Linked DNA regions of Mus musculus: regions 1, 2, 3, 4, 5 and 7 are each linked to region 6. Evidence: chromatin contacts called from public ChIA-PET, HiChIP or PLAC-seq and promoter capture Hi-C data. All regions are on one chromosome and are shown on one strand. Each heading gives the region's core, a stretch centred on a gene start, on an enhancer-like site or on the middle of the called end of the contact. The rest is flanking DNA. Distances are from core to core; before and after follow the strand shown.

The links. Promoter capture Hi-C pulls out the DNA fragments that hold promoters and counts their contacts. ChIA-PET counts read pairs in DNA pulled down with a chosen protein or histone mark. HiChIP or PLAC-seq counts read pairs in DNA pulled down with a chosen protein or histone mark.
Region 1: an H3K4me3 HiChIP or PLAC-seq map of embryonic stem cells shows a contact between it and region 6, with 9 read pairs. The contact joins the enhancer-like site here to the promoter of Dtl in region 6. A contact is called at or near these places in 9 of 39 promoter capture datasets (the 3T3-L1 cell line, the C10 cell line, the SN4741 cell line and 4 more), 1 of 15 datasets of contacts at CTCF or cohesin (the NIH/3T3 cell line), 3 of 484 Hi-C or Micro-C datasets (cortical neurons, embryonic stem cells and liver), 4 of 115 datasets of contacts at active chromatin or transcription factors (acute myeloid leukemia, bone marrow-derived dendritic cells, craniofacial prominence and 1 more) and 2 of 9 other capture datasets (embryonic stem cells and macrophages).
Region 2: a contact with region 6 is called in an H3K27ac HiChIP or PLAC-seq map of extraembryonic endoderm stem cells, with 4 times the contacts expected there. The contact joins the promoter of Batf3 here to the promoter of Dtl in region 6. A contact is called at or near these places in 3 of 39 promoter capture datasets (the C10 cell line, liver and neural stem cells), 6 of 484 Hi-C or Micro-C datasets (B cells, the N1E-115 cell line, cortical neurons and 2 more), 5 of 115 datasets of contacts at active chromatin or transcription factors (T-cell acute lymphoblastic leukemia, bone marrow-derived macrophages, extraembryonic endoderm stem cells and 2 more) and 1 of 9 other capture datasets (liver).
Region 3: a contact with region 6 is called in a promoter capture Hi-C map of pre-B cells. The contact joins the enhancer-like site here to the promoter of Dtl in region 6. A contact is called at or near these places in 12 of 39 promoter capture datasets (the 3T3-L1 cell line, 3T3-L1-derived adipocytes, the C10 cell line and 7 more), 5 of 484 Hi-C or Micro-C datasets (the Ba/F3 cell line, Th1 cells, granulocyte-monocyte progenitors and 2 more), 7 of 115 datasets of contacts at active chromatin or transcription factors (bone marrow-derived macrophages, cardiomyocytes, effector CD8 T cells and 3 more) and 1 of 9 other capture datasets (adipose tissue).
Region 4: a contact with region 6 is called in an RNA polymerase II ChIA-PET map of memory CD8 T cells, with 32 read pairs. The contact joins the enhancer-like site here to the promoter of Dtl in region 6. A contact is called at or near these places in 4 of 39 promoter capture datasets (the C10 cell line, hippocampal neurons, neutrophils and 1 more) and 3 of 115 datasets of contacts at active chromatin or transcription factors (bone marrow-derived macrophages, embryonic forebrain and memory CD8 T cells).
Region 5: a contact with region 6 is called in an RNA polymerase II ChIA-PET map of effector CD8 T cells, with 42 read pairs. The contact joins the promoter of D730003I15Rik here to the promoter of Dtl in region 6. A contact is called at or near these places in 7 of 39 promoter capture datasets (the 3T3-L1 cell line, the C10 cell line, erythroid cells and 3 more), 10 of 484 Hi-C or Micro-C datasets (B cells, CD4 T cells, CD8 T cells and 4 more), 10 of 115 datasets of contacts at active chromatin or transcription factors (the SCID.adh cell line, astrocytes, bone marrow-derived macrophages and 7 more) and 2 of 9 other capture datasets (adipose tissue and liver).
Region 7: a contact with region 6 is called in an H3K4me3 HiChIP or PLAC-seq map of pro-B cells, with 5 times the contacts expected there. The contact joins the enhancer-like site here to the promoter of Dtl in region 6. A contact is called at or near these places in 5 of 115 datasets of contacts at active chromatin or transcription factors (bone marrow-derived macrophages, effector CD8 T cells, embryonic stem cells and 2 more) and 1 of 9 other capture datasets (liver).

What each region holds. Positions count from the first base shown.
Region 1 is chr1:191,931,144-191,934,021 of GRCm38.p6, reverse strand. It overlaps the pseudogene Gm39743. Among named protein-coding and RNA genes, the nearest start is that of Gm39742, 4.0 kb to the right of the region's middle. Within about 2 kb of position 1,556, at least 5 of the 459 cell types and tissues checked have an H3K27ac peak or open chromatin away from gene starts, as enhancers often do. A contact at or near this core is called in embryonic stem cells, where this site is marked.
Region 2 is chr1:191,096,990-191,099,689 of GRCm38.p6, reverse strand. Batf3 (basic leucine zipper transcription factor, ATF-like 3) reads right to left here and starts at 1,276. Exons shown (of 3, transcript NM_030060.2): 1 at 1,163-1,276. The coding sequence starts at 1,231.
Region 3 is chr1:192,077,091-192,079,817 of GRCm38.p6, reverse strand. The region is part of intron 1 of Traf5 (TNF receptor-associated factor 5); the gene reads left to right. Among named protein-coding and RNA genes, the nearest start is that of Traf5, 14 kb to the left of the region's middle. Within about 2 kb of position 1,282, at least 161 of the 459 cell types and tissues checked have an H3K27ac peak or open chromatin away from gene starts, as enhancers often do. A contact at or near this core is called in the HPC-7 cell line, Th1 cells, adipose tissue and 7 more, where this site is marked.
Region 4 is chr1:191,257,962-191,260,661 of GRCm38.p6, reverse strand. No RefSeq gene overlaps it. Among named protein-coding and RNA genes, the nearest start is that of D730003I15Rik, 35 kb to the right of the region's middle. Within about 2 kb of position 1,356, at least 66 of the 459 cell types and tissues checked have an H3K27ac peak or open chromatin away from gene starts, as enhancers often do. A contact at or near this core is called in bone marrow-derived macrophages and memory CD8 T cells, where this site is marked.
Region 5 is chr1:191,223,158-191,225,935 of GRCm38.p6, reverse strand. It overlaps D730003I15Rik (RIKEN cDNA D730003I15 gene), which reads right to left and starts at 1,482. Exons shown (of 2, transcript NR_151547.1): 1 at 1,394-1,482; 2 at 249-727.
Region 6 is chr1:191,573,916-191,576,892 of GRCm38.p6, reverse strand. It overlaps Dtl (denticleless E3 ubiquitin protein ligase), which reads left to right and starts at 1,349. Exons shown (of 15, transcript NM_029766.3): 1 at 1,349-1,544. The coding sequence starts at 1,493. It overlaps Ints7 (integrator complex subunit 7), which reads right to left and starts at 1,257. Exons shown (of 20, transcript NM_178632.6): 1 at 942-1,257. The coding sequence starts at 1,035.
Region 7 is chr1:191,988,822-191,991,521 of GRCm38.p6, reverse strand. No RefSeq gene overlaps it. Among named protein-coding and RNA genes, the nearest start is that of Mir3473c, 8.5 kb to the left of the region's middle. Within about 2 kb of position 1,336, at least 407 of the 459 cell types and tissues checked have an H3K27ac peak or open chromatin away from gene starts, as enhancers often do. A contact at or near this core is called in bone marrow-derived macrophages, effector CD8 T cells, embryonic stem cells and 3 more, where this site is marked.

The sequences.
Region 1 (2,878 bases), core at 307-2,806, 360 kb before region 6:
TTTTAGTTCTAAACAATGTCTATTTTCAAGAAATGGGTATGGGAGGGGTACGAGGAAAGGGTCTAATGAAGGTTCAACAATGGGCACACACCTGGTCAGAACATTGGCAGACACACAGGTTTAAGGAGTGGCCAGAGCACTGTGCACCTCTATTTTTCTAAATCAGTGAAGCTAGTTCTGCTAACACTGACGTCTGAGAGCCATCTGTTCTTGGCCCTGAGCCGGGGCCCAGGTGCTTGACCACCGATATTTGGCCCCTGTCTCAGTATTATTCAGCCTTAATCTTTAACTGTTAATCTTTAACTGAACTTTCTTGTAACTTTTGAGAACTCAGCTCTGGTACTTTTTCATGCCTTGCAAAATGGCGTTACTGCAGCTAGCTTGCTAAGCCTGATGGTGGGGTCTTTCACAACATCCTGCGTTAACTCCTCCGGTCTCATCAGAGCAATCTCTCCCGTGGCTTTCAGAACACCAACTCCCTTTTGCCTCCTTCTCTTGACTTCCTGACAGGGTGGAGTTCCAGGCTCAGCCTTGACCTTGTCCTGTCTATAGCTGTACTATTGGGATGTCTCTCACCCTCTACAGAATCAGCCCCCACCCTTCACATTCCCAGCTCAGATCTATGACTGGCAGACTCTGATCCTGCTTCATCCTGCCAGGGGAGCCCCAAGTCTCACATGGTTGGATCTCCTCAGCACACAAATCATACTCTTCTCCCCCGTCTCCACTGAGAATCCCTCCCAATCCTGTTCACCCCTCTTCTCTGTCCCCACTGAAGGGTGCTCCATCTTCTCAGTTCACAGACTCCTTATTCTAAAGGAATATTCTAAATCCAATCCATCCAGAAACCATATAGCTGTCCCCTCAGCTATATACAAGAGTCCTCTCTGCTCCAAGCTGCTGTCCCCTTACCCAGCATCACTTGGGACTCTCAGCTGTACCTTCTGATTTAGCTTCCTGCTCTCTCCTTCTGCTCCTCAGACACACAGGCTTCTGTCTCTGTATCTTCAGCCTCTGCCTGGATGACTTTCCTGGGAACCCACAGGACCAGGCTACCCTAACTGCCCAGTCTAGATTGCAGCTTTCACCGATCTAGGCCACACCTCACTTAGACCCTTTAGGACCTAATTTATTCATGTCTAGTAGACATTCTTTACTGCCTGCCAACTCCACTAGAAGCAGCCCAAGGTCAGGGATATTTGTCCCAAGCATCTAGCACATAGTAAGTCTTCAACAAACACTGGCTGAATGAAAGACCCAGCTACTTACTTCCCTCCCCTCTCCTTACTAGAACTTTACGAGGCCATGTCTAGGAGGCTGGCTAGGTAGATATGCGATGTTTTCTTAGCCCAGTGACCTGGGAACAAGGAAAAGAAGGGCTTAGAAAGCCAGGAAGCTGCATGGGCACGTTTGCCTGTTCCCAGTAACAAAAATAAGAGCCAGCTGTGAATTCTGTGGACCTTGCTGTGACTTTGGATGGAGTGGACCCCTCCTTATGCACTGCTCTCCTGTCCCAAACACAAGAGACCCAGCAGAGCTTGTCCATCCGGCCTTCACAACCCCCAGCCTAGAGCGTGCCCCACCTACTGCCCCCGGCCAGTTTCCTCCCTTTTACTCCCTGATGCTTCTCCAAACATCTGCAGGAGCTTCCACTCAAAGAACATCAAAGAACACCTGCTTTGATCTGAGCCACTATGGGCAACTTAAATAGCCCCAGACAGACAGACAGATGGACGGACAGACTGACAGGAACTGCTCTGGAGGCTATGGGCTTCCTGCAAATCCTAGCTCCTCTCACAGGGAGCTCTGCAGATGAGAAGTCTCCACACTCTCAGGACTTTCATTCTCTCATCGGAAGGAGAGAGATGCTGCTGCCTTTGGGGGTTGTCTGGAGATGGTATGTGTAGGAGCTCAGCTACTGCACCCCATCCCCAGGCCTCGAACTGAAGGAATCCTCACAGAGAGTCCATCACCCTGGGCTACCACGTTGGTGGTAGGACTGGGCCTCCAGAACTGCTGCCATATTCCTGCCTCTGAGTGGCAGACAGAGGGGATGGCATGTGACCAGTAAGGACCCTTGAAGCAATCCTAAATTCTTACTGGGAAATTAATGACATTTATTAGTTTAAAGGACACCAGTTAACATTCTAGAAACCTGTGAGGCTCACCTGTGAAAACCCTTTAGAGTGTGTGTGTATGAGGTGTGGGGTGTGTGGGGGGGGAGGATGGGGGCGGGGAGGATGGGGGCGGGATTCTGACAGCCAAGCACCCTGGGACCAAACCTGGATTTAACAGGAAACTCTAGAATACACACCGGATGTGCAAGGTTTGCCTCACCCCCTTCATTACACACTGGTGGTGTGGAATGTCATGATATGTTGTCACCTCTGGGTCCCCAGCACCAGGAAACAGTGTCAGGTGAACTGTAAGTGAGGGCGGGATGCAGCAGTGGACATCATCTACAGAGAGGCCTCCGTGCAGCTTGGCATTGTACCATATTGTTGTTACCCAGGGAGCCCTGGAACTTGTGTCTTGGTAGATTCATCCACATGTCTGTGGTAAAAGCCATCATATCTGGGAGTCAGCAATCAACGCTCCCAAATGTCAGAGAGAGAGAGAGAGAGAGAGAGAGAGAGAGAGAAGGGAAGGAAGGAAGGAAGGAAGGAAGGAAGGAAGGAAGGAAGGAAGGAAGGAAGGAAGGACAGATGTGTCCTCTGTTGCTGTGTACCAGGGCCAAGCCCCCTCCCTTTGCACAGCCTAACTTCTGCTCCTTGCAGTCCCAGGCTGCATTTCCATGCAGACTCATACCTTTGCATCGACAGTCTCCATGAAATAGACTAGAGTCCTGAAGTTTTCATTCCATTGGAGTAATTCTAAA
Region 2 (2,700 bases), core at 27-2,526, 480 kb after region 6:
GGTGTCAAAACGTGCCTTCCAGAAGTCCTCCCCCCACCCCCTTCTTCAACAGTTTCACGTAGTCTCCCTTCCCTTTCCTCCCTAGCTCTGGAATTGTACTCCTGCATCACTACACCCCAAAGGTCTTGATAAACACACCTGGAGCATCCAGGGGGACATGCCATATAAACGATGTAACTTCAGCTTTTACACCCTCACAAAGCCTTCCACCGTATATAATAACTAAGACCCTGCCCTGTACTCAGAACACTGCTGGGCTCTGCTGCCCAGAATCAAGCTGACCTGAGATTTGACCTCACTGGCTCTCCACTGGTGCTTGACAGGAAATAATGTCTCTATTCTCCAAAGCCAACAAGTCTCAGGGCAAGGGGCAGCATGCCTCCTGTCCTCTGGGAGCTGTCACATCACCTGCCACAGATGATCACACCTTCCCTCTGGGCAGGAATGACGAATGGAGACACAAATCACCCATCACTCACATGACCTCTGCAAACGTCCTCAGGAGATACAAAAAGAGTTCATCTTATAGATGGGGAAATTGAGGCTCCGCTAGTCGAAGCAAATAGTATAAGGCCACTCCAACTACTTGGCTCAGACTTCCAGGGTCATCCTGGGACATTACACTTCAAGCAGAGAGTTGGGAGTGTGTGTGGTGACTAAGAAAAATAAGACCTGATCTATTGATAAAGCAACCAGGTGGCCAAGAAGTGTTCCAACAGTGGCCTCTATTTGGTCTCAGCTTCTTGTGACTACAGCTTTGAAAGCTGGGACAACAGAGGGTGCTGATCATATTGGGGCGAGAAGTTTCCACCCGTGCTGGGGGTGGAGTCTGCCCATTAGAGACAAAACCCCACACCCACAAATTGACCGGTCCGACATTCCCCATGCGGATCTTGGCCAGTGGGTTGGATGCAGGGACGAACCGCCCCTTTGGGCTGAATTCATAATATCGGAGCTCCGGGCCCCCTCCCACCAGCGCCCACAGGAGTCAAGGATGAAACTGCCCACAGCAGCGCGGACCCACGTGTTCGGCGCCGAGTCTGGAGGGGCTGCCGCCTTCCCAAGCGCTTGAGGCGCACGGCGGGGGCGCACGGCGGGGGCGCACCTGGAGCTCTGCCCTCACCCTCACCCGGTCCTCACACCCGGCCCCCTTGTCCAATACCTGCGGCTGGTTCCCGGGCGCATCCACGCTTCTCTGCAGCACGCTGACCGCGGGGGGCCCTTGCGACATGCCGCGCGCTCGCCACACGGGGCGCCCTGAACGTGGGGCTCTGCTACCCGCGCTCCGCCCGCATCCCCGCACTTGCTGCCCCGCCCCGCCCCGCCGCTTCCCGCTCTCCGGGCTCCACGGTGCCCGCCTCCCCACCCCGTGTCCAGTCCCGGCCCGGCCCGGCCCCGCCCCCTACTCCCACCCCGCCCCTGCTTCCTCCTCCCCCCACCCTCTCGCCGCACCTCGGGGTCCAGGATCCCACCCAAGTCGCTGCTTTCCGCTAAGGGCCCCCGCTCTTCGTGGAAGTCACGTGGCAGCACCGAAGCCCACCCACGGAGAAGACCCCGAGTGGGTGGAGACGGGGTGCTGGCGCAGCGCCGCCGTGGACGGTCCTCCGGCCGCTCCTGGGAAGTTTGGGTGAGAAGCACCAGTGAGTGGCTCGGTGGCTTCAATGTCCCTTCGCAGCCTCCCTTAGCGCCCCAGCGCCGGTCACCGCCGATGGGGAGATTTCTTCCGGGCGAGGCGGCACCTGGACCGGTGGCGCCAGTGGGCAGGGACCGCAGCAGAGACCGTCCGCGCTATGGGGACAGCGGGAGCCTCAGGGCTTTTCCACTGCGGCGGCGTCTGGTCCAGTGGGAGGGAGGGGGCGAGGTGACTGGGAGGGCGAATTCTGATGGGGGGGGGCGGGGCGGGGGGAGCGGCAAAGAGAGGTTGTGAGTCGAAACCACGCTTGAAGTCCATCCTCACACATTCAAAGGTCTGGGCAGGCCATGCTAAGGTCCCATGGGCTAGCTGCATTTGCTTCTTCAAGATTAAGGTGATACCTACTAAAGGCTAAAATATATGGTTGCTATGTTTATGTCAGACTAGGTAGAGACGTATCTCATCCCTCTTCACCCGCCTGCCAGTTTTTAAAATATGAAGTCAAGATGACTGTGCCCAGCAAAGAAAAAAAGAAAAAACCCTAGCGGTTGCAGGTTTGTGGTTTGTGCATAGCATAGGAGAGGAAAGCTAACCACGAACTGGGGGACGGATGGGAACCAGACAAGAGTGGCCTTTCTCGTGTGCTCATTTTGGCCTACTGGCTTCTGGGCAGTGGGAGAGGTGACCTTTCTGAGTCCTCACCCCAGTGTGCATGGCTCTGTGCCAGAATTTAAGCCGTAAGTCTGGAGAGAGGAGCTTGTTTGAACCTGCCTGCGCGGCTTTAGGCACCAGTAGTGGTCATGTGTGCTAGTAGGTCACGGCATAGCCAGTGTCCACACATCACAGCAGAGCCTCTCCATGCTAATGGTTCCGCCCAAATTTTAGTTCTGACCCTCTTCTATCAACATGCATGCATGCTCCGGTGTGGGGGGAGGGGAGAAGGAGGGGAGAGAAGAGAGAGAGAGACAATTACATCTCACACAGTATAGAGGAGTGCACAGCACAGCATCCTGCACTTGGTGTGGGTCAGCCCAGGACCTCTGTCCTTGAAAATTAAAGGACCCTGT
Region 3 (2,727 bases), core at 33-2,532, 500 kb before region 6:
AATCTTCAGAGCCCTTGCAGTGCATTCTGTGCCCCTCCCCACCTCCTAACGCTTTTCATGTAGACATACATGGGTCAGTTGGCTTTTCCCTTAGGGAGAAGATAGTCACTGTTATAGGATGTGTGCTGCCCTGCAATCTCAAGTTAGCTTGCTCAGCTCTGCCATGGTAACATCTGCAAACAAATTAACCCAGCTACACTCTGATAAAACTGTATTTACAAAAGCAGTTAGCAGGCCAGCCATCTCTTTGCACATCGTGTTATTTTCTCTTCAGAAGTCCTACAAGGTTGCTACACTGTCACTATTAATTATTGTGTGAAACAGAGAGGCCTAGGGACAAAGTAACTTGCCTGAGTTCATAAGACTATGCAGTGTAAAACCAAAATTTGAATCCAGACTGGTCCACCCCAGAACCCATGGGGTGCCACCCACATACACTGCCTCCCTGTGGGCCGGGAGGAAGCAGGGGCCTGGAGTGACTGTGGCTCCTGCTGATTCCTCAGGGGCATTGACCACTTCCTGAAGTAGGATCCCTCCAAGCCTCAGTTTCCTCCTTTGAAAAATGGGAATGATGGTAATATGTATGCCACAGGAATGTCAGGATTAAAACAAGCTAGGTGTGTGAGGTAGCAAGCCACAGGTAGACATTGCCTCCTACCACATAGTTCTAGCACCTGGGGTCCATGCATGTTTTTCTAAAGTCCCCCTCAGCTGGACCTGTCCTGCCCTGCATCCAGCAGCCCCTTTGCACCACGACGTCATGTGAGGCCCCTACCCCTCCCCTTATTCTCCTTGACCTTATTCACCAAACACCAATTGAGTGCTTTCAGTCAGGTACTGCTGGCTCTGTGGGTGGGGTGTAATAAAAGATGGCTGTCCCAGGAGAAGTTTGTAGACAGTGAGGACACAGAGTTGAGGCTCAAAGCTCTGGAGTCAAGCAGGCCTTTGAGGGGAAAGCTTTGTTGTGACTTCCTGGAGACTTAAAAATATCCCTGGTTGGCTGTGGCTGACTTGAGAGAAGACAGTGTTCCCCAGAATCATCCCTCCCAACTAGGGGACAAAGGCAGGCATGGCTCAGGACAAGTGTGGGTAGTAGCTCTAGAGCTGCCCTGCAACCCTGTCTGGTAAGCTGTTGGAAATGAGGAACTAGAGGCTTCCTGGCCAGCCAGAGAGAAATCACACTTCTCTGAGGAACTAAAGTCCCACCCTCCTGGCTCGTCATTCTTCCTCCCCAACGCTGGCCTTGTCTCATCTCATCTGGGCTGCTGTGGGAGGGACCCCTGCCTTGCAGGGCCTTCCTGTTCAGCTCTGTGGAGAACAGAGAGTTTGTGTTGGTTCTAGCTGAGGATGGGGTTAGAGCAGAGCCCTGCCTGCGGGAACTGCTTCTGCATCTCAGAGGAAGGCTCTTCACTGCCATTGAAAGAAGCTTTGGAAGAGCCTCAGCCAGGCTCAGTGACTCCCTCAGAGACAGACAGTGATGTGGGGCTATGAGCTGAAATGAACCCTTTCCTTCACAAGTTGCTTTTGGTCATAGTGTTTTACCATAGCAGTAGAAGCCCTGACTAGAACACTGCCCTACAGAGGACCTGGTGGGAAGGCGCCGGCTTCTCCACGAGCCTAGGTGAGATTACATCTAACCCACTCGTTGCTAATGGGGATCTAGGGTCTAGAAAACAGTCACAGATGACTATAGGAGATTAAATTAGTTTTAGTTGATCAAATTTATACCTTTACTGGAACTTCCTGCTATTCTTAGCATCATGTCTTATTTTATGAAGTGAAATTCTCATGACATGAATTGCACATAAAATGCATGTCTACCTGTGTATCTCACAGTCATATGCTGGGAGATCCTTGGACAGCTTTTAAATCAGACCTTGATATTACAAAGGACACATGACCTTGGACGATGAAAACAGATAAGAATATATGACTGAGGAATCATGAGTTCCTCTGATAATTTTGTGTGCACATGTGTGTTCATTGGTGCAGTCGTGTATATGTGCATGTGTGCACACTCATGCAAAGAGCAGAGGACAATCTCAGGTTTCTCTCCTCAGATGATATCAACTTTGCTGTTTTGAGACAGGGTCTCTTACTGACCTGGAACTTGCCAAGTAGTCTAGGCTGGCTGGCCAGTGAGGCCCGGGGCTCCTGCTGTCTCCACCTCCCTAGTGCTGGGATTACAAGTGTACACCACCATGCCTGGCTTTAATATGTGGGTTCTGGGGAAGTGAACTCATGTCTTCATGCTTGCAAAGCAAACACTTTACCAACAGCACTATGTGACTTACTCTGGTCCCAGAAATGTAGGTTGTCAGCTGGTTTGACTCATAGTTCACCCATCCCACTGAGATGGTCTGGAAAGCAGCCAGCCCTGGAAAGCCTCCTGCACACACCCTTGGTTTCCTTCCCATCCTGTGTCTCTGCCCCCATTTATTGTTCTTTTCCTGGAGCCAGGGCCTGTTCTCATCTCACCCACCTCCTGGTACAGACCCCAGCAAAGGAAGAGTCTAGGATGGATGTGGGCATGCAGCAAGTGACTGCTCCATTCCATTCATTTCACAACTGAGTACAGTTGATTATTAACCAATCTCAAACTTGTGCCATGCCCTCTGGGAAATTTCTTTGTGTTTTCATCCATAAAATGCCACCTTCAGTCCAGTTTAACTGCTTTGTGAGCTCAGCAGAGACATTTCAACAACTTTTGTGAAGTTTCAACCAGGC
Region 4 (2,700 bases), core at 107-2,606, 320 kb after region 6:
TATGGAAGATCTACCCCAGGAAAATCAGCTACATTTGGTGTCTCCCTGTGCTACCACCCTTCTCTACTGGAGTGTGAGTCCTGAACACTAATGTGGTTTTAGAATTTTGCTAACTGGGGTTGGAGAGATGGCTCAATGATTCAGAGCACTGGCCGCTGGTGCAGAGAACCCAGGTTCAGCTCCCAGCATCCGCACTGTCCATAACTTGAGTTCCAGCGCGTCTGATGTCCTTTTCTGACCTGTTCATTCAGCAGGCATGCAGTTGGCACATATACATACACACAGGCAAATATCCATCCACATGAGATAAAAATAAATAAACGCTTAGAACGGTGTTAACCAAATTCCCTAGTCCTGGGCAATGGTAGCTGTCCACGCCACAAGACTGTGCTGAGGATAACACAGAACACACGGATTCTCATCAAAGAACTGGGACTGGAGAAACTCGGGTTAGTAACTCTATACCATGGATAAATAGACTCTCATCCTCAATTTCCTTATTCATAAAATATGGCTTTGTGACCTCAAAGCAACACAATGTCTCGGCACAGGTAAACGACCAATAAATAGTACTATTTATTGGTGAGTTCTGTTTAACTCCTGGAAGACGAACTTGAGAAGAAGATTCTGAGCAGTTCTTCTGGGACTGCAGTGAGAGTCGAGTGAATTACAGACAGAGCCACTGACACAGTGCACAGCCATGTCTGTGTGCATGCCTGCAACAGGTCACAGCACCAGGCAGGAGGCTTGGCCAGGGCTAAGACACGAGCCCTCAGCACTGTGTCCATGTGGCCAGCCGTGGGGGAGTCTGCTTCACTGGAGGGAAGCCAGCAGCAGCAAGCTTGCCTTCAATAGCTTCCTGGCCTCTCCTCACTCTGGTGGCCAGCTTTCAGATGCCCACATCCCTCGTTCTATGATACTGCATGGAACATAAGGCAGGTGAGCATGCACTTAAAATGTAGTTCATATTTTTAACTAGCATGTGTGTGTGTAGGTTTGTGCATGTAAGCGCAGGTGCCCATGGAGGACAGGATCCCTGTGGATCTGGAATTAGAGGTGGTTGTGAGTAACCTGAAATGAGTGCTGGGAATCACAACTGGGTCCCTTGGAATAGCAGTCTGGTCATTTAAATGAGGAATGTCCTCTGTGAGCTCGAATGTTTGAACGCTCAGTCCCCAGGTGTTGGTGCTATTTGGGGAGGTTCTGGTACCTTTAAGAGGTTGAGCCTGGCTGGAGGAAGTAGTCGCTGAGGGTGAGCTTTGAGGTTTTTCTTTGATGTTTGATAAGCCTGGCCCCTCTTCCTGCTCTCTGTGATTTCTGTGTGATCAGCAGCTTCCTGCTGCCATGACTTCCCCATCATGATCCTGTTCTCTGCCAATAGAACCAAATGCCACAACAAACCCAGCTTCCGTGAGCCCTGAGTTCTTTTGTCAGGATCTCTTACCACAACAACAGGAGAGTGGCCAATACGAGCAGAGCTTGGTCTTGGACCAATTGGAAGCCCTCTCTCCCTGGTGCAGCCCCGGCATACACTTCTCCCGTTCACAGCTTCCATTCATTTTCAGAGAGGTCTTCCTCCAAACTCCTGGTTAAGCATCACAACTCTAGGGCCCTTCCTCTTCTAAACAGCCGGCTTCTAGTGTGGTTTGGGGTGAGAGGTAACATTGTGATACAATTAGGATTAGCAGGGAGAGGCTGGGATGTGAGGAAAATCCAGATGTTTTCCTGTCTGCTACAGAAGTGAGCTTCACAGAAAGCAGAACGCTACTCCACCGAATGTGCTCAGGGTTCCTTTTGGCTGTGGAGTGAGCCAACTTTCATCCAGGTTTATGTCCATCTAAAGTGTCTGCCTGCTTCCTAATTCTCCTCCCACTGCTCCCAGACCACACTGGGAAAGCTCAGGCTTCCTTAGAGAGCTGTGGGTATTTCTGAAGGGCTGGCTGGCTCTTCCTTGGGGTGCTTCCAACAATGGTTCTTCTTAGTGGCCACATCTATGACTAATTCTTCAGGCTACAGTTTTTCTCACAAAAATGGTCGTGTATAATTTTTAAGAGAAAAGAATATCCCCAGAAGAACTATAGCATCCAACTAGATCTTTCTCTAGTTTAATTTTTTTTAAATCTTCTGACTCAAAGGAAGAACAAGAAATTTCCCGCAGGTTCTGAAATATCTGTTGCCATCCCATGGAGGGCAAGCTGAAGTCTCTTGGGATACAAGGTGGCAAACAAAAAGATAATTCTGGACCCCACGTGTCCAATGTGAAATGTAAGCAAAGCCACTTTCTCCCTAGCTGGCCAGTTCTCCCTCCTTCTCCTGGCCCCATCTATGCTTGCTTCAGGTTGGGAGGGAGGGAGTCAGAGCCAGGATGGCTGAGGGCAGGGGGCATTGGCCTGACGGTTGTCCTCTTGCAGCTCCTGTGGGATGATGGGATGCCTCACTCCAATTGAGGCATCGGGGATGTCTTTCTCATAGTCCATTTATCACTGAGCCATCACAACAGTTCAGCTGAAGTGGCAGAGGCATTCCCAGTTCACAGTGTCCCCTGCTGAGTTCTTGAGAATGGGGAGGGCCACAGGTGGAAAGATCATAGCTGTTTGAAGTTGGCAACTCTACAGAAGAGGGTGTGGGTCACAGAGAGGTCACAGGAAGAGGATTTCTGCCTCAGGCCCTGGTAAACAGATTCTGGCTTTTCAGCCATCT
Region 5 (2,778 bases), core at 233-2,732, 350 kb after region 6:
GCTAAGTCATCTTTCCAGCCCAACCTTCAGGTCCTTTAAACTGGTTAGAGGTGGATAATTACAGGGACTAAAGTTCTAAAATGTTTGCACATCCATGTTTGCATATGAACTCAGAAGGGTTGTATTTATTTTTGGAATGCAAACGAAAGAACACACCAGATTCTCTCATTCTTGTCACATTCTCCACGATTAACCTTTCTTTTAAAAAGTGGGGATAGGGGGTTGGAAAGAAGAAACTGAAGCACTCAACCATTAGAAACCACTTTTATCATTAAACACTTCAAGTTTCCCAATACCATAAAGGCCAGAGGCTATCATTTTACAGCTTATACAGAGACAACCCATGTGAAACCTGAGGCTCCCTCACTAACAGAATGCAGGTCACTGTGACATGGCAAACAACTCTGTGTGTCAAAAGAACAGCTCACTTTCTGATGACAGGGCTGCGGTGCCAATTTTACAAGGTGCCTGGCATTCATTTCTTCAACACTAAACTTTTATCTGGTTCCTGATCCCACACATTATGGCAAATCTCGAACACCAACCCTCTCTGGTCATCCTCATGTGAGATGGGAGAGAGGGTGGGGGTCAGTGCACCCCCTGTCTTCAAAGTTGAGCTGATGCAAGCAGATGTCTTCCTTTCCAATCTAACCACACATCCTTGACCCGGTTACTCTGGATGACAGACATGTCCTCCTCCACTCCTCACAGACATGCAGGAAACCATCTTGAGTTCAGCAGGGAAGATACAGAGATCGGAAGCCCCTTAGTAAGACCCCGGGCCAGGGTCTCCTCAGCTGGTCGCAGGGTCAGCCACCACGTTTACTCTCGCTCTTCACAAGTTTTCATTACAACCCAACACTACCTAAACTTGAACTCTGATAAGTTTCACCCACCAGGGGACTTTCTAGAACTTGCTTCGGTTGAAAGAGGTGTGGCCCACAGACCCAGATGCCACACCTCTCTGACTGACATCGCTCTGGACCTGCAGTGCAAGGGCTGTCCACACAGTCGGGCTCAGCTGCCCCGGGCTCTGCCGACTGACCCCACGGGTGCACCTACGTGACCCGGAGAGGACACCCCACACAACGCCTCACCTCAGATGAACCTGGCGACCCACTCCTGAGGGGTCCCGTGTCCGAGCTGTGGAGACCTTGTGCAGTCACTTCACGTGACCTGAAGACCCCGCTCACCAAGAGGACCAGGGCTTGCCGCCTCACCTCATGCAACCCCATCCTCGTCGCGAGGGGACCCTTACCCAAACCCATCACGACCCGCCTCACCTCACGTGACTCCGGCCCCCCAGTCCTGAGGGGAACCCCCACCTGAGCATGCCGCCTCACGGAGTCACGTGAGGACCCCACCCGAGCCCGTTGCGACCCCGCCGCCTCACCTCGCACGACCCTGACACCTCAGAGCTAAAATTAGACAGGCGGAGCGGCGCGCTCACGTGCGCGCGGCCCGGAAGGGCGGAGGCCCGACTGCGTGAGTCATCAGCCCCGCCCCTTCACGGAGAACGCTGTGACGTAAGCGCGCTGCCGAGAAGCCGGGATAGAAAGTTCGAGTTTCGCTGTCTTAAAGGGGCCGTAGCTCGCACTGCACCCGTTCGGTCACCTCAAACAAAAAGTATGCTGTCCAGGTCACAGAGCTGACCATCGTCAAGCTCTTAATCATTGCCATAGGGCTGGCTCCAGAATTTTCATTTTTTTCGTGCTAAAGTTTGGCTGACCTAGGGCCCAGCCCTGTGGAGCCTACCCATGAGTTTTCTGGAACTGGAGAGGCTGTGCTTAAGAGACCTGGGCTGGCCCATTAGGGCCAGAGCTGCCCGAGGCAGGCCTTGCTTCTCAGTCCTGAGCCATCCACTGTGGTCACGGTCATGCCAAGAACAGTTTCGGAGAGGTCGCACTGTGGGAAGGGAGCCCAGTGGGACAATGGCAGGTGGTCACAGTCCGTCTTCTGGCTACTCACGCCAGACACACGGGAAGTCCTCAGCGTGGACATTTAGAAGCTAACCATTCCTGTCCTTAGTCTCCATACCTGTGTGACCTGCCCTGTCTCCTGTCCATCATGCTTCTGTGATTTCGGTTTTGCTCCGATACGTGGAGTCTGTGGTCAAACATCTTTGTGCCCACCAGGAGATGGAGAAAGCCCAGGCAGCCCCAGGTGCCCAGGAAAAGACTGCAGGGCAGCCACTTCTTGGTGCAGGCACCTGCAGTGAGCTTTCTTACTTTCATTCAGGGGAGATCACCTGCCTGAGATCTTGTGGCCTGTGAGGAATAGAGGGTCTTAAGCAGTTCGCGTGCACAAGCACATGCACGCGCACACATACAAATTGATAAATCCGGAGGAATTCTAAGTCAGCACATCACAAAGACACCAATACACCCAAGTTTATTGCTGCACTATTCACAATAGCTAAATAAAGAACTAACCCAGATGGCAATCAACAGATACATGGTTAAAGAACATGCGTTCTATATGTATACATGTATGGGATTTTAAAAATTATTTATTTACATGTATGTGGGTGAGTATGGGAGCAAGTGCTACAGTGTATCTGTGGAGATCAGAGAGCAGGTTGGTTCGTTCCTTCCACCAGGTAGGTTGTAGGGAATGAACTCCGGGTCTGAGGATTATTGAAGTCTTTATCTGCTGAGCCATCTTCTGGCCCCAGCAATTGAATTTTGCTAGCAAAGAATGAAAATTGCTGTAGGAAAAATGGATGGAACTGGAAATCATTGTGTTAAGTGACCTAAGCCACACTTGGGGAAAGTATAG
Region 6 (2,977 bases), core at 100-2,599:
TGTAACTGGTTTCAAACTTGGACAAGGAACTAAGGTGCATATTTAACATGCCAAAGTCTAATTGACCTCCAGGTTCTCTCAGCATCCCCCAGTCCCTACTTGGCACACCCTGCCCCCCAGACTTGAACTTACAGATCCTTGGTTTCCAGTCCCGTTCTCTACAGGTTACACACTGGCTACAGTTAACCAAGAATTGCCTATAGTGTAAAAACCTTGGCAGGAAACTGAAGCAAAGGTCTCACATTTACACAGGACTTCTTTATGGATAGCTATCTGTCAAAGTCCCTCTTCAGCCTTTAATAAAGGCATCTTTTCGCATACCACTGCCATTTAACATTTACAACAGCTGACATACTGTGCCCACTTTGCTGACATATCGAGGCTAGATGATAATGCCGCATTCCATAATCACTTTAGTAGAACTGGAATTTAACTCCTAACCCTAAAATTTTTTCTCTTAGCTACCTGTATAAGGGGAACTAACTCGTGGAACTTGTGTGCAGAGAATGAGCGCGTTCAGCCAAGCTTTTCGGATGTTCTCATCCACATGGAACCTGCTTTAGAACGCGCAATTGACAGTCTCGCAAGACAAATCGCTGTAAAACGCTCAGAAAATCATTTGGCTCTCTTAATGAAGGCTTCACCTGCACTGAACGTTTTAAAAAATAATCTCAAAATTCAGCACTTTATCTTATTTGCTGCCTGGGAAACCAGAGACTGTGCCCCCAAGTGGTCAAAGGCATCCTCGCAAGCACGAGCCTCTGCTCCAACTGTGCAAGGCTACTCCAGCAACCCTGCATGCGCCTAAGCGCTGGCTCCAAGACTAGCAGCCGTGCTTCCCGCCCCATACATCGGCGCATGCGCCTTTCTAGCCTCTGTAGCTGCCGCCACTAGGTGGCGCCACTCCCCCCAGACGCTTCGCCCGCGTCCCTCCTCCGTACCTTTGTCCAGTTCCATAAGAGCGGAATTAGCGTCCAGCTCCTGTTCGCCATAGCCGGCATCGGCCAGGAACGACTTGGTTGAGTTTGACGCCATGACCCGGACAGTTACCCGACTCGCCCAGTCACAAAGATTGCAAACTCTACCCCAGCACCGCCATCTTCTCCCGCCGCGGTCTCGCGGATTTTTCCCTCCGCGCGCTGTCAGGCAGTGTACGCATGCGCCTCGGTCGCCCCGCGGTTCGCCAGTTCCTCTCTGGGCCCCCCCGCGCAGGCGCTCAGGGAGCCTGTGAACCTTGGGTTCCCGCGGCTGAGCGAGAGGGAGGCGGAGCTTAGGATGGGGGCGAGCCTTCGAGGCGCCAGGACGCTGCGACGAGAGCCAATCAGAAAGCGTGACGTCAGTTTGGCGCGGAGTTTGGCGGCCGGGGCTCTTAGTGGCGGGAGTTGGAGGCGAAACCGCGCCGCGTTGTGGAGGGTGCAGACGGCGGCTCCTGTGGAACTTGGGGGCGATCTTCTCGGCGTTCCCCTCAGCTGAGCCTTCTCCTCAGGCCCAGATGCTCTTCAACTCGGTACTCCGCCAGCCGCAGCTCGGCGTCCTGAGGAACGGTGAGTAACGGCCCCAACGGCCGCTGGCCGTGGCGGGAACCACCTCCCCCCAGGCGCTCCACCTTGGATCGCTGCCGACTGTGGGCCTCCAGGTCTCCCGCGGCCGGAGCGAATCCGGGCGAGCGAGGACCGCCGAAGAACATCGTGCTTGGGTTCCTTCCGGACGCTTTTCACCGTAATCGAGCTTTTTAGTTCGGAACGGAGGCCGAAGTTAGGACGCTCAGTGGCGTCCCGGGCCCCTGGCTGCTTACGTCAATATCGCGCGTTAACTAGAGAGTGCACGCTTGTGAGAGTCGGGGGTGGGAGACGCTTTGGCACCAGCGATGTGCCTGCCGTCTCTGCAGAACCTTAGCGATCCCTGCAAGTTCGTTGTGCACCAGCGCGCATGGCCCGCAGTTAAGGAACTCAATCTTAAGGCGCCAAAGTCCCCTCCCCCATCTCTGCAGGCTCTGAAAAGTCCTAAAATACAGACTAAAAGATGCCCATAGCCACACCCACGAGGTGACCACGGGTAATGGATGGAAGGGTATTGTTCCAAATGTGTCTTGATGCCGAGGTACTTCCAGAAATGGGATTAAACTCGTTTTTCTCTTCACGGTGGAATTCAGCCATGTTCTCCTGTTAGCATATAGAAAGCCAGCTCATCTCCTACAGTACTCTTAAAAACATTGGCAATCTGAGATGCGATTAGGCTGATGTGTTGTTAAACTAAGACCTTGAAGAGTGGTCCTAAGAATGTTGAGAAGAGGAAAAGCTCCTTGAGGTCCTGCCCGGATCTAAAACTTTGTAGTCGTATTCCCTCTGTGGATACTCTTGTAGTTACATTCTGCCTCTTTCTCTGCTCGAACTTTACAAAAGTTACTTCGCCCTGTGTTAGGAATGGCCGCCCTGCACAATGGTTGTGAGCGGTCTTCGGAGCGTCTGAGTTTCAACTCCACCTCTTTTCCTATGTGCTACATTTTCTGTCTACCCACTTTTCAGTCTGTCGTTCCGGCTTACAGATAGCCAGACAGACGTTCAGTGATAGGCACTGGCATTCATTGATTGTTACCTCCTGAAGTCTGCATCTCTTTTCCCCTCCGGTGTTGCTGGGCCTTAAATGATTATAGCCGTAAGTAAGGATTCTACTGCTGCTACACTCTTCCATTCCCTATGTTTTGGGTTAATTTCTGTAAAAGCTGTATGTATTGAACTTAATCTAGACAGTTAGGCATACAAGCATCTTATATTCTAATGCCCCAAACTGAGTTGGCTTCTTCCCAATTTTTGGGAGTGACATTATTTTAAACTGGTGTCCCCAGCTAAAACTTAGACTCCATATTCCTCATTATGACATTTTCAAAAGAAAAAAAAGAAATCCCTTAAGTCTGCTTGAATCTCTTTTTCCATCCCCACAGATTCAGCCTCTTTACCTCAAACTGAGTCTTCCATTT
Region 7 (2,700 bases), core at 87-2,586, 410 kb before region 6:
GAAGTGTAACCCGAATAAAACCTCTTCTCCCAACTTGCATTTTGGTCATGGTGTTTCATCGCAGCAATGGAAACCCTAAGACAGTGTCCACCGGGAGATGAGTCAGGAGTGGGGCTACCTGAGTGTTCCTCCAAATGAGATGAAGCTAAGTGCTTGTTGCTCAGGAGGCTCTTGGAGGGTTATCTGAGAACACAATGACAAGTGAGGGTGACTCTGTCTGGGTCACTGTGCCCCTTATTTTGATAGTGCCTTTCTTCTCACTGCTGCACTTGATAGATGCATCTACTTGACATGTGACCCGCCACAGAGAGGCAGAGGAACCCGGACTACAGCTCTGCACCTGTGATCAGTCCTGACGGGCGTGCACATAGCAGTGGAAACACCCACACCCCTAGGCTCTTTTCCATCTCACTCCAGCACATCTCAGCACAAGCGATTGCTCATGTGCGAGAGGCAGGAACCCCCGAGGAGAGCCCTGTGTGTATCATCACCCCTGAACCCACTTCAGTATGTGGAGGTGCCCATGGTGATTATAATTCTAACACAGAGCAGCAGGTGACAGTCTCCAGGGAAGAGGGCCAGGCCAATATGTATGTTTATGTCTTAGTTTTCAACAAAGGTAAAAAGAAAATTTAAATGTAATAGCAAAAAAGTTTACGGAAGAGAATATAAAGAAATATTGGAGAGGGCGTAGTATATTTTGGGAGTTGGAAAGACAGATCAGTGGTTGAGCCCTGGCCACTGCTACATTCATGAAGGCAAAGCACCCATACACAAAAAATAAAAATAAATCTTCTGAAAAAAATTGTCTAGGAGGTGAACATCCGAGAATGTTTCAGAATGCTGTTCTGCTGTCAAAACACTCCATGTTTTCAAAATGATTTGACCACTGCTGTTTTCCACAGACATTCACTGCAAACTCCCCCCCCCCCCTTCAATAATTCTACACTGTCTGCAAGATAAAAGCCTTGAAGTTCTGGCTTAATTCTTTTTAGTTATAGTTCCTTTTATTTTCCAAAGTCAGGGAATTTTTTGAACTTGTAACTCTGGGAATGGAGAGCCTCAACTCTCCCAACATTGAATACAAAATATTATGTGAATGTGCATTTTGTTTCCAGTACAAGGTATAGATAGCTTTAAGTGTTCAAAAGATGTGACTTTCAGCTTGCTGTCTATACCAAGCGCACGGTGTCTCTTACTGCCCACCCTGCTCTGCTGCGGACCAGAAACCCGCCCACCACCCACAACCCGCAGCTTGACAGACAGAACCAGGCTGGGCGGGACTTCCGGGCTTCCATCGCAGGAGAGAACAAGCGAAGGGCGGGGCCAAGGGCTCTTCTGCCTATCGTGGTGGTGGGGGGGTGTTGAGGCCACTTCCGGTTAGGGCGTTCTGTTTGGGCGCTCTCGGCTGCTGGCCCCTCCGAGCCTTTCCACGCGTGGTGAGCAGCCAGGCCTTAGGACTAGAGTTTGTAATCGACTGTGACAGGATGGCGAAGGTTCCCCAGACTTGAGACTACGTGTTTTCGCAGGTTAATTCCCCAGGTTGCACGCCCACTTCCGTCTTCCTTTACTCTTAAAGGGAAGTGATTTTTCTTCAGGTTTCGGTGTATTTCTTTTTAGGTTTGGCTCTGGCAATTTTTATGCCAGAGTGTGGAGGTTTGTCGACTGGTCGTCCTGATTTCTTTATTCGACCTCTGTGTCCTGGTGGTTTGACTGGAAGACTCTTAGTTTTGTAGGCAAGGATGTATTTGTAGGTAACAATTTTAACTTTTCCCAGGGGTCCAGCACCTCACCGGATCCACCTAAGGGCGCTTACTAAAAGGTGGCATCTTATGTTTTGCCAACTTTCTGGTAGACAGCTTTTTAAAAGTTACACTGTTCATTCCCTCCCTCGTCTGCGAGCCATTTTTTATTATTCTTTTACATTAGAAATGACTAAGGTGGTGGCGCACGCCTTTAATCCCAGCACTTGGGAGGCAGAGACAGGCGGATTTCTGAGTTCTAGGCCAGCCTGGTCTACAGAGTGAGTTCCAGGACAGCCAGGGCTACACAGAGAAACCCTGTCTCCGAAAAAAAAAAAAAAAAGAAAGAAAGAAAGAAAAGAAATAAGAAATGACTAAGGTGTCCCAAATATTTTCATTATCGGTCTTGGAGGTGATCCTATCTCTTCTCCGCTGTTTAAAATAGTAGGTTTTCCAGTGGTGAGCCCTCAAGTGCAGTAAGTGAATATGAGTCATAGCACCATGCTGATAAAATTCTGAGAAATGCAGAGACAAAGCAGGTGATACAGAAGTGGCAACAGATGCAGTAAGGGAGTGTGGGATACATGGGCCAGCTCTGAGCCTATCACCATATCCCTACGAGCCCCCAACAACATCCAGATCAGACCCGGCCTCCACACCTACAAGGGCAGCACACCCCTAATCCTTTCTCCAGTCAGGTGTGTTCTCCACAGTCTTTCTTGCACAGTCCTAGTCTCCACTCAGCCTGTCCCTGAAGATGTGGATTCAAATATTCACACCATATTGTTCTTCACATCTTAGACGGATAGTGACCCAGACCACCAACCCCATGGAACAGGCACTTTTTTCAGACCAGCCCAGAATTCCATGCTTTCTCAGCTTGCTAGCAACAACAGGCATGGCAGACCTCCAGAGTATAAGTGTTTGGAACCGGAAGTACCAATACGGCAGATAAACT